Linked DNA regions of Gossypium hirsutum: regions 2 and 3 are each linked to region 1. Evidence: chromatin contacts called from public Hi-C data. All regions are on one chromosome and are shown on one strand. The core of a region is the stretch at or near the end of the contact, and the rest is flanking DNA. Distances in the headings are between cores, read along the strand shown.

The links. A called contact is a pair of places that touch in the nucleus more often than the background predicts.
Region 2: a contact with region 1 is called in a Hi-C map of leaf, with 2.1 times the contacts expected there. The contact joins the promoter of LOC107916681 here to the promoter of LOC107926006 in region 1. A contact is called at or near these places in 6 of 34 Hi-C or Micro-C datasets (leaf and petal).
Region 3: a contact with region 1 is called in a Hi-C map of leaf, with 2.1 times the contacts expected there. The contact joins the promoter of LOC107918620 here to the promoter of LOC107926006 in region 1. A contact is called at or near these places in 2 of 34 Hi-C or Micro-C datasets (both in leaf).

Annotation. Positions count from the first base shown.
Region 1 is chrD13:26,592,848-26,597,184 of Gossypium_hirsutum_v2.1, forward strand. It overlaps LOC107926006, which reads right to left and starts at 1,764. Exons shown (of 3, transcript XR_005922853.1): 1 at 993-1,764; 2 at 1-897.
Region 2 is chrD13:26,243,731-26,247,714 of Gossypium_hirsutum_v2.1, forward strand. It overlaps LOC107916681 (40S ribosomal protein S23), which reads left to right and starts at 1,983. Exons shown (of 4, transcript XM_016846015.2): 1 at 1,983-2,143; 2 at 3,043-3,198; 3 at 3,293-3,419. The coding sequence starts at 2,139.
Region 3 is chrD13:27,002,362-27,006,676 of Gossypium_hirsutum_v2.1, forward strand. It overlaps LOC107918620 (60S ribosomal protein L35), which reads right to left and starts at 1,864. Exons shown (of 4, transcript XM_016848211.2): 1 at 1,711-1,864; 2 at 1,476-1,611; 3 at 1,218-1,374; 4 at 360-641. The coding sequence starts at 1,714. The coding sequence ends at 567.

The sequences.
Region 1 (4,337 bases), core at 514-3,013:
TTTGGAATCTAGAGGAATTCAACATTGCCCTACTGGCAAAACAAGGCTGGAGACTTATTACCAATCCAGATTCACTTTTAGCTCGCGTTTTAAAAGCCAAATATTTTCACACGTCCGATTTTCCAAATGGAAGTCGGTAACTACGCTGTCATATACCTGGAAGAGTACTTAGGCTTTGCGGGGTTTATTAATGGATGGTTTAGGCTGGAGGGTTAGTACAGGGGAGAAGATATCTCTTTTTATGCATACATGGTTACCAGGTTCCAATTATTACAGATTAAATCCTAACTCTTCCAATACTAATATGTCTGTTGCTTTGGAACTAATAGATAATATCAATAGAGTGGAATAAAGAGCTCATCAATACCTTCTCGACAGCAGATGCGGCTAGGATTTTGCAGATTCCCCTGGCAACAGAGCGACATGATGACATAGTGGTGTGGAGAGGTGAGCCTTCAGGAGAGTTCTCTGTCCGTAGCGCCTATAAACTATTACATAGAGGTAATTTTGATCCTACTTTAGATGAGTTACGGGCCACTTCTAAAAAATTATACAAAAAAACTTTGGAGCCTAAAGCTTCCTACTAAATTGAAAATTACAATATGGAGGATATCAAAGAATTTCATCCCTACTCTTGTGAACTTAAATCACAAAAGAAGAGTGTCCAACACGGGCTGCCCCAGATGCAATATAGATATCGTAACTATGGATCATGTTTCTCGAATATGTTCTGTTTCCGTAGAAGTTTGGTCTCTGTTAGGGATGCAATGGATCTTACAAAAACCAGACTTTGATAGTTTTACATGGCTTATCTAGGTTTTTGAAGAGAGCTCACTGTATCAAAGAAGGTTGTTTTGTTGCGCCCTTTTGGCCCTCTGGACGGATAGAAATAAAAGACTATATGAAGGAAAGACCCAATCAGCAAGGGAGATCTCTATATTCATATCTAGCTACATAAAAGAAATGGACGATTTAGAAGGAAGTGGACTTACAAGAAATGTTGATATAACGACCTGGGTACCCCCATCTGGCACAACCATAAAGATTAATTATGATGGGGCGTTTGACAAGCAAAGATCTCAATTGGCATCCGGAGTTGTAGCAAGGAATGGGGAGGATCGGGTCCTGATTGTAAGATCGAAACTGCATGAGAATGTTGGATCTGCTTTTGCAGCAGCGGCCCTGGCATGTTTATGTGCAATTCAAACAGGAATGGAGATGGGTTTATCAGAAACAATAATCGAAGAGGACGCGCTTTCAATAGTAAAAAAATGCAGGAATCATGTTATGGACAAATCAGAAATCGCTGCATATATACGAAATATTCACCTTATTGCGGAACATTTTCGATGGATTCACTTCAGACACATTAAGAAAGGAAGCAAATCGCTTTGCACATACCATAGCTACGGAGAGTCTAAGAAGGGAAGAACAATAATACCTGAATGGAACGGTCCCTGGCTTCACCTTGCGACAGATGGAAGAAGAATGGCTGCTAGAACTTAACTGAACAAGGGTTGGAAGTAGGTTTCATGGAGAGGAAAAGACAATGAAATGAATTAGAAATCGGGGTCTTTTCTGGTTATTGGAAACGGCAGGCTTGGGAAAGTGGAAAGCATTAATTATCACGGTTTCCAGTATGATTTGACTGGGCAAGTCTATCGATTTAGTTTTTTCAAATTAAACTTTGCTGATATTTTTTGTTTTCTTTGTTTTAGGCCTGCTTTGTTTTGTAATGTGACGTGGGTCTACTTTTTTGGGCCCAAATCTGTTTTTCTTTGTTTATTATTAATAAAGCCCAGTCAGTCTTTGCTTCAAAAAAAATAAATCTATTCTAAATTAAAAACTAATATAAATATAATAATATTAATAAAAAATAATATCAATAAAAATATTAAAATTTAATCAATAAAAATAAAATTAAAATCTAAATTCCCAAATCATAAAAAAAAATAAAACTTTAAATTTCAAATCGTTAAAATTAAACTTATTAATAATTTTATTAGTACTACATAATAAATCATGTTTAATCATTTGAGATAAGTACAACACTAGTTACTATACTATTAAATTAATATATTATGTCATGTTATACCTACAGAGCAAACCTCATGGTATACCCACAAAAGACTCAACACGTATCTCCTAACCGAGCTAGCGTTCTAGGGGATCATGCATGTCCAGCCTGCTAATTTGTGAACCTTGACCTAGCGAACCGTATGTATTGTATAGATCTACTAAGTACATGTGAGGTCTGTGTGTCACGGGTAGGGGTTTTCAGTCGGTTAACCGACCCAAAATAACATTAACCGAATTAACCGACCTTTCAAAATTTTTAATCATTAACCGAATCAAAATTTTTTCAAAAAAATTAACTGAACCAAAATTTTTTCAGTTAATTCAATCGGTTACCGAATTAACCGAAAATTATATGTTTTTTTATTTTTGGTTAAAAATTAACCGAATTAACCGAATTACTCGAATTAACCGAATTACTCGAATTACCCAAATTAACCGAATTGAATCACTACATAATTAAAAACATTACATAAGTCTTTGAATCACTACATAATTAAAAACATTACATAAGTCTTGAAATTAACACATAATTGAAATGTAAGTCTTTAATATTCTCCATTTGTATCCATTTCTTCTCTCCAAAAGATCTCCATTTGCATTAAAGCTACAAAAAAAAAAACATGTGCCTATTTATATATTATTTTTATTTTTATTTATTAAATTATTTGTTATTTTTATGATTGGGTTGGGTTGGGTAATTGGGTAATTGGGTAATTGGGTTGGGTTAGATACTTGGGTTTGGATTGGGTTTAGGTGAATAATGGGCCTATTTATATATATTATAGTTTTATTTATTAAATTTTTCGGTTGAACCGAAAAAATTTGGTTAATCGACCGATTAACTGAATTCGGTCGGTTAATCAAATTTTTCGATTTTACCCAAATTTTGCACACCCCTAGTCACGGGCCACAGTTCAAAGCCTGTGACTATTGCACAAGGTACATCCCATGGAGGTCTATCGATTAGATGGGGCTCACTTGACCCACGAGAATTGGCCTGATTCAAAGAACTGATGGAGAAGCCTATCTATTTGAAGCTTGGGTGGTCCAATGAAACAAATATGAAAAATTAGGCTACCATGGTAAAAGGGAAATTAATCATAAAAGATTAAGGGGAATAAAATTTGATAAGATTTGATTTGATTTTGTAATCTAAGAGATTATGTAAATCCCTTAATTATAGAAATGATTTGATATCATTCGTCGATGTAATTCAATCTATACCATCGGTTTTGGAGGAGCTCAACAATAAATAGAGAGCCTCCCCCTCAATTGTAAATCACCCATTATATCTATTGTATTCTTTATTTTTTAAGAGAAATAATAAATTGAAAGAAGTTACTCAAACACCTATCGTGTATTATTTTTCTATGGCTATTCTGTTCTTTTGAACATTCTTTTGGCTTGAGTTGCTTTCGTTATAATTTGGTGCCTTGGAGAAATTCTATAAGAATCCTCACTTTGCGAGTGTTAGACTGACTTAGGTGCATTTGAAAAGACGGAATCACCTAAGGCCACACAAATTGTGAGGCTAAAAGTCTAGCCCCTTGATAGTTGATATTAGAGTTAAGGTTGCGAAGGCACCGTTTGAGATGTAGAAAGAAGCTGTCAATCAGAATGAGCTAACAGAGTCCCACAGGAAGGTTAGAAAAGCAAGTCGATCGAGGGAATTGTTGTCGGCTTTAGAAGAATGAGTGGTTAATCTCGAGGAGCCCATGGGGGACGTGAGGGAGACACTTGAAGAGGTCGACGGACATACAGGCTGGTTTGATTCAATGACGGATAAGCTCAGGGACTTGGTGTTGGAGTCTCACGAGACCAATGTGAAAAAGATGTGAGGGCGCTCAAATCCACTAGGAATAAGCTGATAGAGAGGAATGATTCTCTCGAAGCCATGGTGATGCCTTTGAAAGAGGAAATAATGTCCATGATGAGGGCTTTGAGCACAATAATAGAGGAGCTCGAGGGATAACTTACCTTGTTTCGAGCAGTCGTTAGGAAATGAGTGTTGGGTACTACACTCAATTGCGAGGTAGTTGTCCTGAAGCTGAAAGAGTTTGTGGGGACAAGGTTTGCAGGAGATGTGGACAATTTCTATTAGAGAATAGAGAAATACTTCTGTGTAAAATGCATCATAGAGGATGCTATTAAGGTAAACATTGCATCTATTTATCTTATTTTGAGCTTTTATGGTGGAGGAGCAGGTCCAAAGATAGAAGATATAGTGAGATTGAGACTTGGGTGGAGTTCTAAAATTA
Region 2 (3,984 bases), core at 733-3,232, 350 kb before region 1:
AAAAAACCCATTCTTTAAAACTTTCCAAGCCCGATCTATAAATTTAACTATTGAACCATCATGAAACTTTGACCACTGTTTGGCCTCACTACTTCTAGCTGTTTGACCGTTTGGATTTTCGGCAACGAGATGATTACCGATCAATTTACTGAATTAATTTAATTCTGTTAATTTAATTTTCTTTTGATAAAAATAAGAAGGAATGACCGTTAACAACTAGCCAATAAAATCAACTCCTAAATAAAGACAAACTATAAAGAGTGAACATATATTTTCACTTTTTATTTAAAATGATAGATTGCCACTTAATTTAATAAATTGCAATATATTATTTGAATGATTTAAAAAATTACGTTTAAGTCTTCAATTAATAATCATTAGAAATTTGATCTTTGAACATTTCTTTTGAGAATATAAAAATGTGCAAATCTATGAACAACCTTATTCCTTGAAAAAAAATAAATATCTATTTAAAGGTAATAAAATTCTATTAAAATAATGGGTAAAGTATACCAATAACCACTCAATTTTGATATAAATGACAAAATAATCACTCAACTTTCAATTTAGTCAATAAATTTTCGAAAAATAACAAATCAGTCACCATTAACAATTTTTCATTACGGACGTAACGGAGTTGCCATTTTCCATTACAAACATAAAGGAACTATCATTTTCCATCCTTCTCTCCCCCTCCCCTCTTGTTTCCCTCCCCCTACCACTGCTCTCCCTTCCCTCTCCTTCTCCTCCACCGTCTCTTTCCATCTGCTAACCCACCCTTCAAGCCCTTTGGTTTTGTTTCCCAAAACCATGGTCCAGTTCTTCCCAACAAAAAATCTCAGTTAAATACATAAAAAGAAGGTCGTGTTCTTAATTTTTTCTACTTTAACAAGTTTCTAGATCCACAACTGCTCTAATTTTTTTAATTTGGATTGGGTAAGATGGGTTAAACAAAACCCTTATTTTATATTTCACAATTTCACTATCTTGTTGTTTCAAAATTCATTTGTTAGGTTTTTTACTTAGTCATTTGTATTATAGACAAATCACTATGATTATTATTGGGTAAGATGGGTTAAACAACAATGACTGTTGGTGTACTTTACCCTTATTATTATTAGGTAATGAAGAGTTCGGGCAATCAAATCACTATGATTTCAAAGCAATCAGAAAATGATGGATCCCGTTTTAAAGAAGCTCAAATTCTTTAAAAGTGTAAGCTCAAATCCATTTTTGTCAATATTTTATATATTTTTAGATATTTTCTTCCCTTTTTTTTCTTTGGATATGAGAAGAAAAACCTAGAAATAACTTCAAAATAACTTGTTTCTATCATTGTTGCTTCTGCCAAATTTGTTGAAGCTTCCATTTTGATAAGTAAAAGAAGAAGATGATGAGAGAAAGAGAGAAGCTTACTAGTAGTGATGCAGGAAGAGGAATGAAGTATTTAACTGAAAAAAATTAAGAATAGGACCTTTTTTATGCATTTAATTGGGATTTTTGGTTGGGAAGAACATGACCCATGGTTTTGGGAGACGAAAATCAATGGGTTTGAAGGGTGGGTGGGTTAGCAGAAGGAAAGGGACGGTGGGGGAGAGGGAGAGGGTCAAAGTAGGGAGAGGGACGATGGAGGAGAGGGAGAGAATCGGAGTTAGGGGATCGTGCGGAAGAGGGAGAGTGATGGGAAAGCCGTGGTAAGGGGAGGGAAACGAGAGGGGGGAGAGAAGAAGGGAAAATGACAGCTCTGTTAGTTCTGTAAAGGAGAATAGTTAATAGTGAATGATTTGTTATTTTTCGAAAATTTAGTAATTGAGATGAAAATTGAGTGAGTATTTTATTATTGAGATAAAGTTGTGTAACTATTGATTTACCTTACCCTAAAAAAATTTATACAAAATATTTTCAGCCCAACCCGTTTTGCGACCGAGTAAGGTAACTGAAAGCACCTATTTTAAATATTTATTATGGGTCCAAATTACAGTCCACTATATATCTATATATGCCCATCGTTTGTAGGGTTAGGGCCTTAAGCATCAGCTTCGGGGTTTATACTTCAAACTCAGCGGCCGCCGATTTTTCTCTGTCTTCGCCTCAATCTCTCTGGAAACCCTCGCCGCATTTGGAACCTCTCAGCCAATATGGGGTATGTTTTCTTGCTATCAATTTCAGCATAAATCTGTAGCTTGTTTCTTTTCTTAGCTTCCCCACCCTTTTTCTTTTTACTGTTTCAGCTGATCTTGCTTGTTTAATTAAATGATTTTTTATGAGAAGTATCGGCTTTCGGATGTGGGTTGTTGGGTCTCTAAGTCTTGTATTAATTCTACACTTTGAAAAGAAGATTGGGAAAAATGAGACTTTATACCTTTGAGTGCATTGCACCTGCTATTGATTTTAGATATTTTTTATTGGAAATTTGATTGCTGGTTTAGGCGTTTTAGCTTTAAGGTTGAAACAATGAGTTGGAATATGGATTTTGGTTTATGATTCTCTGTATGAATAATGATATGAGCTTCTTGAAAGCTAGAAAATTTTGCTTGTATTTGATTTTCCAAGGGTTTAGGAGTATTACATATGAATGGCAGTTGAACAATGCTTGTTTGAAATTACAAAATGTCGACTTTCACCTGAAGTGATGCAAACTCTTTCTGTCCTCCATCAAACACTTTTAAAAGCTACATAAGATTTACAAAGTTTGATGTTTAGAATTTTATATTTTGAGGAGTTCTAATTTATGAGATTAAGGTTAGATGGTAGACCTGTCAATTGGGCGATCAAGTTGTTTTGGATCAGGTCAATTCGGGTTTTAGGATTTTTGGGCCTCTTTTGGGTCTGGGTTAATTTTAGGTCCAAGTTAAGTCTTTCAAGTTTTCTGGGTTGGGTAATTATGCATTTGGGTCCACTCGGGTTCGGGTTGGATAGATTTTGGTTGTTTACTTTTAGGGTCAAATTGTGTTGGGTTTGTTTGGTTCAGGCATTTTGGGTTGATCGAGTTCTTAGATTCGTCTCAAAAGCAATAGGTCTAATTAAGGGTAATTCATTCAGGAAGACACGTGGTATGGGAGCTGGACGCAAGTTGAGGACCCACAGGAGGAGGCAACGGTGGGCCGATAAGGCATACAAAAAATCCAACCTTGGAAATGAATGGAAGAAGCCATTTGCTGGTTCTTCCCATGCCAAAGGCATTGTCCTTGAGAAGATGTAAGAATTCCCTATTCTTTTTTTTCATTTTTGGTGCTTTTGTTTTCATTGAACACTAATTCAGTATATGCACTAATGGCTTTATAACATCCAGAGGTATTGAAGCTAAGCAGCCGAACTCTGCTATTAGGAAGTGTGCTAGAGTTCAATTGATCAAGAATGGGAAGAAGATTGCGGCATTCGTCCCAAATGATGGTTGCTTAAACTACATTGAAGAGAATGTAAGTAGAACTTAAGTGAAATTGTATGATATAATTTTTTAAGCGTGTTAAGTAGGCCTATCAATTGGACAAGTTGGGTTGGTTGTGGATTAGATTATTTTAAATCGGACCAATTCAGGTTTTAAAAATATTTAGTCATTGTGTTTTGGGTCATTTTCATGTTTGAGTCATTTTGAGTCAGTGTTATCTAGGTTTGCACCTAGGTGCCTACATCACTTGCTTTAGCACTAGGCAACAAAAATGCCTCATTCTTTCAAGGACTCTCGCACGGCAATATAAGGATTCTAGCCGTAAAGAGTGCCCCTTGTGCCCTTGACAACATTGATTTGGGTTTGGTTCAATTTCAGGTTTGATCATTTTGGATTTGAATGTTTAGGATTTTGGTCTATTTGGGTGTGGGTTTGAGGCTTGGGTCTCTTATGGGTTTTAGGCTTAGTCTAGCAATGCTTCTCAAAAGTGTTTTTGGGAAAAAAGCACTTTTGGGGAGAAGCTAAAATTTTCAGCTTTTGAATATAGTGTTTTTGGGTTAATTTTTTGCCTGGAGAAGCGCTTTTTTAGGTCATTT
Region 3 (4,315 bases), core at 614-3,113, 410 kb after region 1:
AATAAAATTGTAATATTAAAATATTTTCTAAAATAATAAATTATTAATATTGAATTATTTAATATAAATAATATTTAATTTTAATATTTAAAAATAAAAAATAAAAAATTATTATTACTATAATAATATTAGAGTTGATTCAAATTAATTTTTATAAAAAATAAAATTACTCAAAAAAAACACTCTTTCAAATGAATAACTAGTGCTTTTCGTAAGTCAATTTACAAAAAAAAGAAAACACCTTATTTTTCGTTTGTCTGTTGACCATGTGTTCTCCAAGAAACAAACACAAGGAAATACAAAAAACATTTTCCACAAATCAGTTTGTGAAACAAACAGAACCTATATGAACCCGGAGCTAGAGAATTACGGTGCCTTAAACAACGCAAAAAGAGAATTCCTTGCATGTACAAGTCAAAACACATTCTGAAATGTGAAATCATATTATAGCGCTCAAACAGATGTTCAAGGAAAACTAATAAAGGGGCAAAAATGATGCTCATATAACTGCATCTAAACCATAATTCTACTTTTTAGACTTTGATAGAACAAAAAGTAGCTCCTGCTTACACTTTAATGGCATATTTCCTTAGTGGGAAGTACATCTCCTCCTTCTTTTCACGCTGTGTCTTCAAAGATGCCTGCATATAAACCCAGAAAATCAAACTAGTAAATTAGACTATGATTGGAAAGAATGCAAGATGTCCCACGAATGTAGCATAAAGCACAACCTAAACTCTAGGTAAATCGAATTCCACACCAGTACTTAATTGGTTAATCGTGTTCCAACATCAGTACTTAATTCCGGCACCAATTCAACGTTAAATGCCCTATATACTTAATTGGTTGACCATAATATCTTTCAAATATGTACCTCCTTACACAAGCACTTGCCAATCACTCAGAAACCTTAAATCCTGTAACAAGATTTATTTCTTAGGACTAAAAATAAATATTGGCCATACCCATTCCCTCAAAAGAACAACTATTATTAGATCCATTTCATCCTGGGCTCAGCCATTTCAATCCCTCCCCTGTTTACTATCAATGTTATTGACCTTACCATAAACAAAGACAGCCAGCATTATCTGAAACTTGCTTTAAAATTTTCAGAGTTAACATCACAAATTCACCGTACCATCACATTAATATTTTAGGCGTTTTAACAACAAAATCTTCAATTATTTCATTAAGTTGAAAACAAAATCTAAATGGACCTGATGTTTAGTAAGGCGGCGGCGAATGGCACGAGTCTTCTTGGGACGGAGATCCAAAGGGAGGAACTTTTTCTTCTTATAAGCTTCTCTAAGCGCAGATTTTTGCTTCTGCGAAATCACCGTCAAAACCTGCGCGATCGATAACCTCACAACTTTTCTGCAATAAAAAAAAACCATACATTTCAGGATCAAAATCTGCACATGCAATTGGGAATTAAAGAGAAAAGGAGAGAGGAAAAAAAAGGGCTAATTCCTTACATCTTGGAGAGCTTATTAGGGGCGCCGCCTGTGACCTTAGCGACGCGGAGGATAGCAAGTTCAGCTTTCAAGTCCTTCAATTGGCTTAGCAGCTCCGTCTTGGACTTGTTCCTTAACTCGTGAACCTTTATACTCGCTTCAAAACCAAAAGTAAAAAATAAAATTTACGACGAATTAGCCATTGAAAATCACTTTGAAATTATAATGGAGGTGAATTTGAGCTTGTTTCTGTTACCCATTGTTGAGTTTTGCTGCCGCGGCTGCTTAATCTCTTCTCAGAAACCCTAGAATTTGAAAGGAAGAAATAGAACCTTTGGTTTTTACGACTTCGGAGCTGCAATTAGGCATTTTGGAGCGTTGCAATCTGGCAGGCTTTTCTTAAATTGGGCAATGTTTCTCGGCCCAACCAGACTTTTAAATTTGGGTTCAGACTTGGAAGTCCTTTTCTTTTAAGAGAGAAGAAATTAGTCCGTTAAGTTAAAACAATCCAAAAATTTACTCAACCGATTAATTTTATATTTTATTACATAAAGTTGTATTATTCACTCCGACTCAGATGATTTAGATTTTTTTTTCTACAAGTCGAATTTGTATTAGTTAATTTAATAATACACTAACAGTGTTAGCATAAATGTCATAATAAAATACATATTAATAGTTTAGATATTACATTAGACATTTTCAATATATATAATCATATAAGATATTTTATTAAAGTATAGGTACCATAATAAAAATAAATATTTATAGTTTAGGTACAACATTGGACATTTGCAAGTATAAATACCACATTAGATCTTTTGTAAAAGTATATGTACCAAATGTGGCATCATTCTTATAAAATTGATAATTGATAACTAACTGGCTTAACCTATTAATAGTACAAAGTCAAATTAAAATCAAATTAACTTACTCTTCGCTTAGCTTTCCCTCATCTTCTATAAAATTCCTTTTTTAGTTCTTTTCTCATTTTCTTGGGATTATAGAAGAATAAATATTTTTAACAAAAATGTTCAAAGTCAATGTCTTCGTCCAAAAACTTCAACATTTTAAGTAATTAGTTTTTAATATCATATATGTTGCATATGAATTTATGCATTTAATATTTAATTACTTTTTAAATATTATATTTTTAATTACAGTAATTAGTGTAAAACATTTTTTTTATTTGAACCATTGAATATAATAAAAATATATTAACTTATCAATTTTATTAGCCCTAATTTTTCAAATATTTTTTTTATAACAAAGTCAAACTTTAAAGTCTCACGTAGTCAAAATTTGAAATAAATTAATATGACCTTGTAAATTTCTTTTAAAGTATTTATAAAGTCATCAATTAATTAAAATGGCTAAATGCCTTTGAAAAATATTGATTCAAAGACCATTTTTACCTTATTGGGACACTTCTACTGATACAAGTGCATACTTGTATCGATAGAAATAAGTCAAAAAGCACCCTAAGCATTATTCTAGACTTCTATCGATACTTGGGGGCTACCGATACATCTGCAGTTCTATCGGTACTTAGGAGAAGTTCTACTGACAAAAGTGAGTCAGTAAGCATTTTTGGGTTCCCATGCACCTTTTATTGATACATATATCGCTACAAGTATGAATCCTTGAAACCCTCAGACTTCTACCAATACATCAAGCTCCAACAGTCACATTTTTTAAGACTTTTACCGGCACAAGTCCACTTGTACCAATACAAGTGGTTTGCAGTCTACAATTAATGCTCAAATTTAATGTTGTAATGACTTTAATTTACTCTCAACGTCTCAAAATGTCCTCAAGGTTTTTAGAAGGCATAAATGCAAGTCAATAGCTCCATATTGAAGACAATAAACAAATTTGTAAAGTGAATGGTACAAAAATTCAACCTTTTCATTGATATTCTCTTTGTTCTTCATACAAATACTTGGGTAATCATCTCTTTTATTCTTTTCCAGTGTTGTATTGTCATTGAGTGAGCTTTAACATTATAATATCTTCCTTTGAGAGGGGTTTTTAATCCTTCTTACTATAGCTCATATTTGTAAGGGTTACTTAAGGTTTTTGGGTAAAAAACCTCAAAGGAAGTGGCTCTATCTTGCCTAGTAAAAAGATAGTTTCTTGTAAAGGTTAAAGATTGTCCTTGAAAGATTAAAATCTAGTAAATTTTGTAAATTCTTAGTTTTGGTAAGTTGAGGTAATGGAGATAGACAATTAGTGTAGTAGCCCGTTTTTAGTAAAATCAGAATAGTGGTTTCGGGACCACAAATTCGATGTGAGAATAATTATTTTATTATTATTTTAATGTCTAAAACATGTTAGTAGTATCGTATAAAAATTGCGTTAAGAAATTTTACCGTTTGCATGCTTAATTTGATAAAAAACACTAACTTGCAAAAGGTGCAAAATTAGAGTTTTATAGGCTAAAGGCACTAAATAGCTATAGAACTAAAGTGTAAGAGTCCTTATGTGGTAACTAAACCATTTTAATCATGAGTGGACAAAGATGGAAATTAACTGGATGAATTTTTAAGTATTAAACAAAGGTTAAAAATGTAATTTAATAAATAATTGAAGTAAAACAAAGGATAAACAAAAGCTATCATCTATTTTGTTAATTTCATCACTGAAAATAAGCTAGGAAAACAACATTAATGGATTTTGAAGGTTCGACTATGTCTTCTCCTTGCATGTAAGTGATTTTTCATCTCGTTTTTAATGATTTTTATATTTTTGAAGTCATTGTAGCTTGATCTAACTAGTCCAAGGACTAATTTGCAAAAATTTTAAAAGATTAAAGTTTTTCCATGAATGAATTCATGTTGTTTGTGAAGTTTGATGGTAGA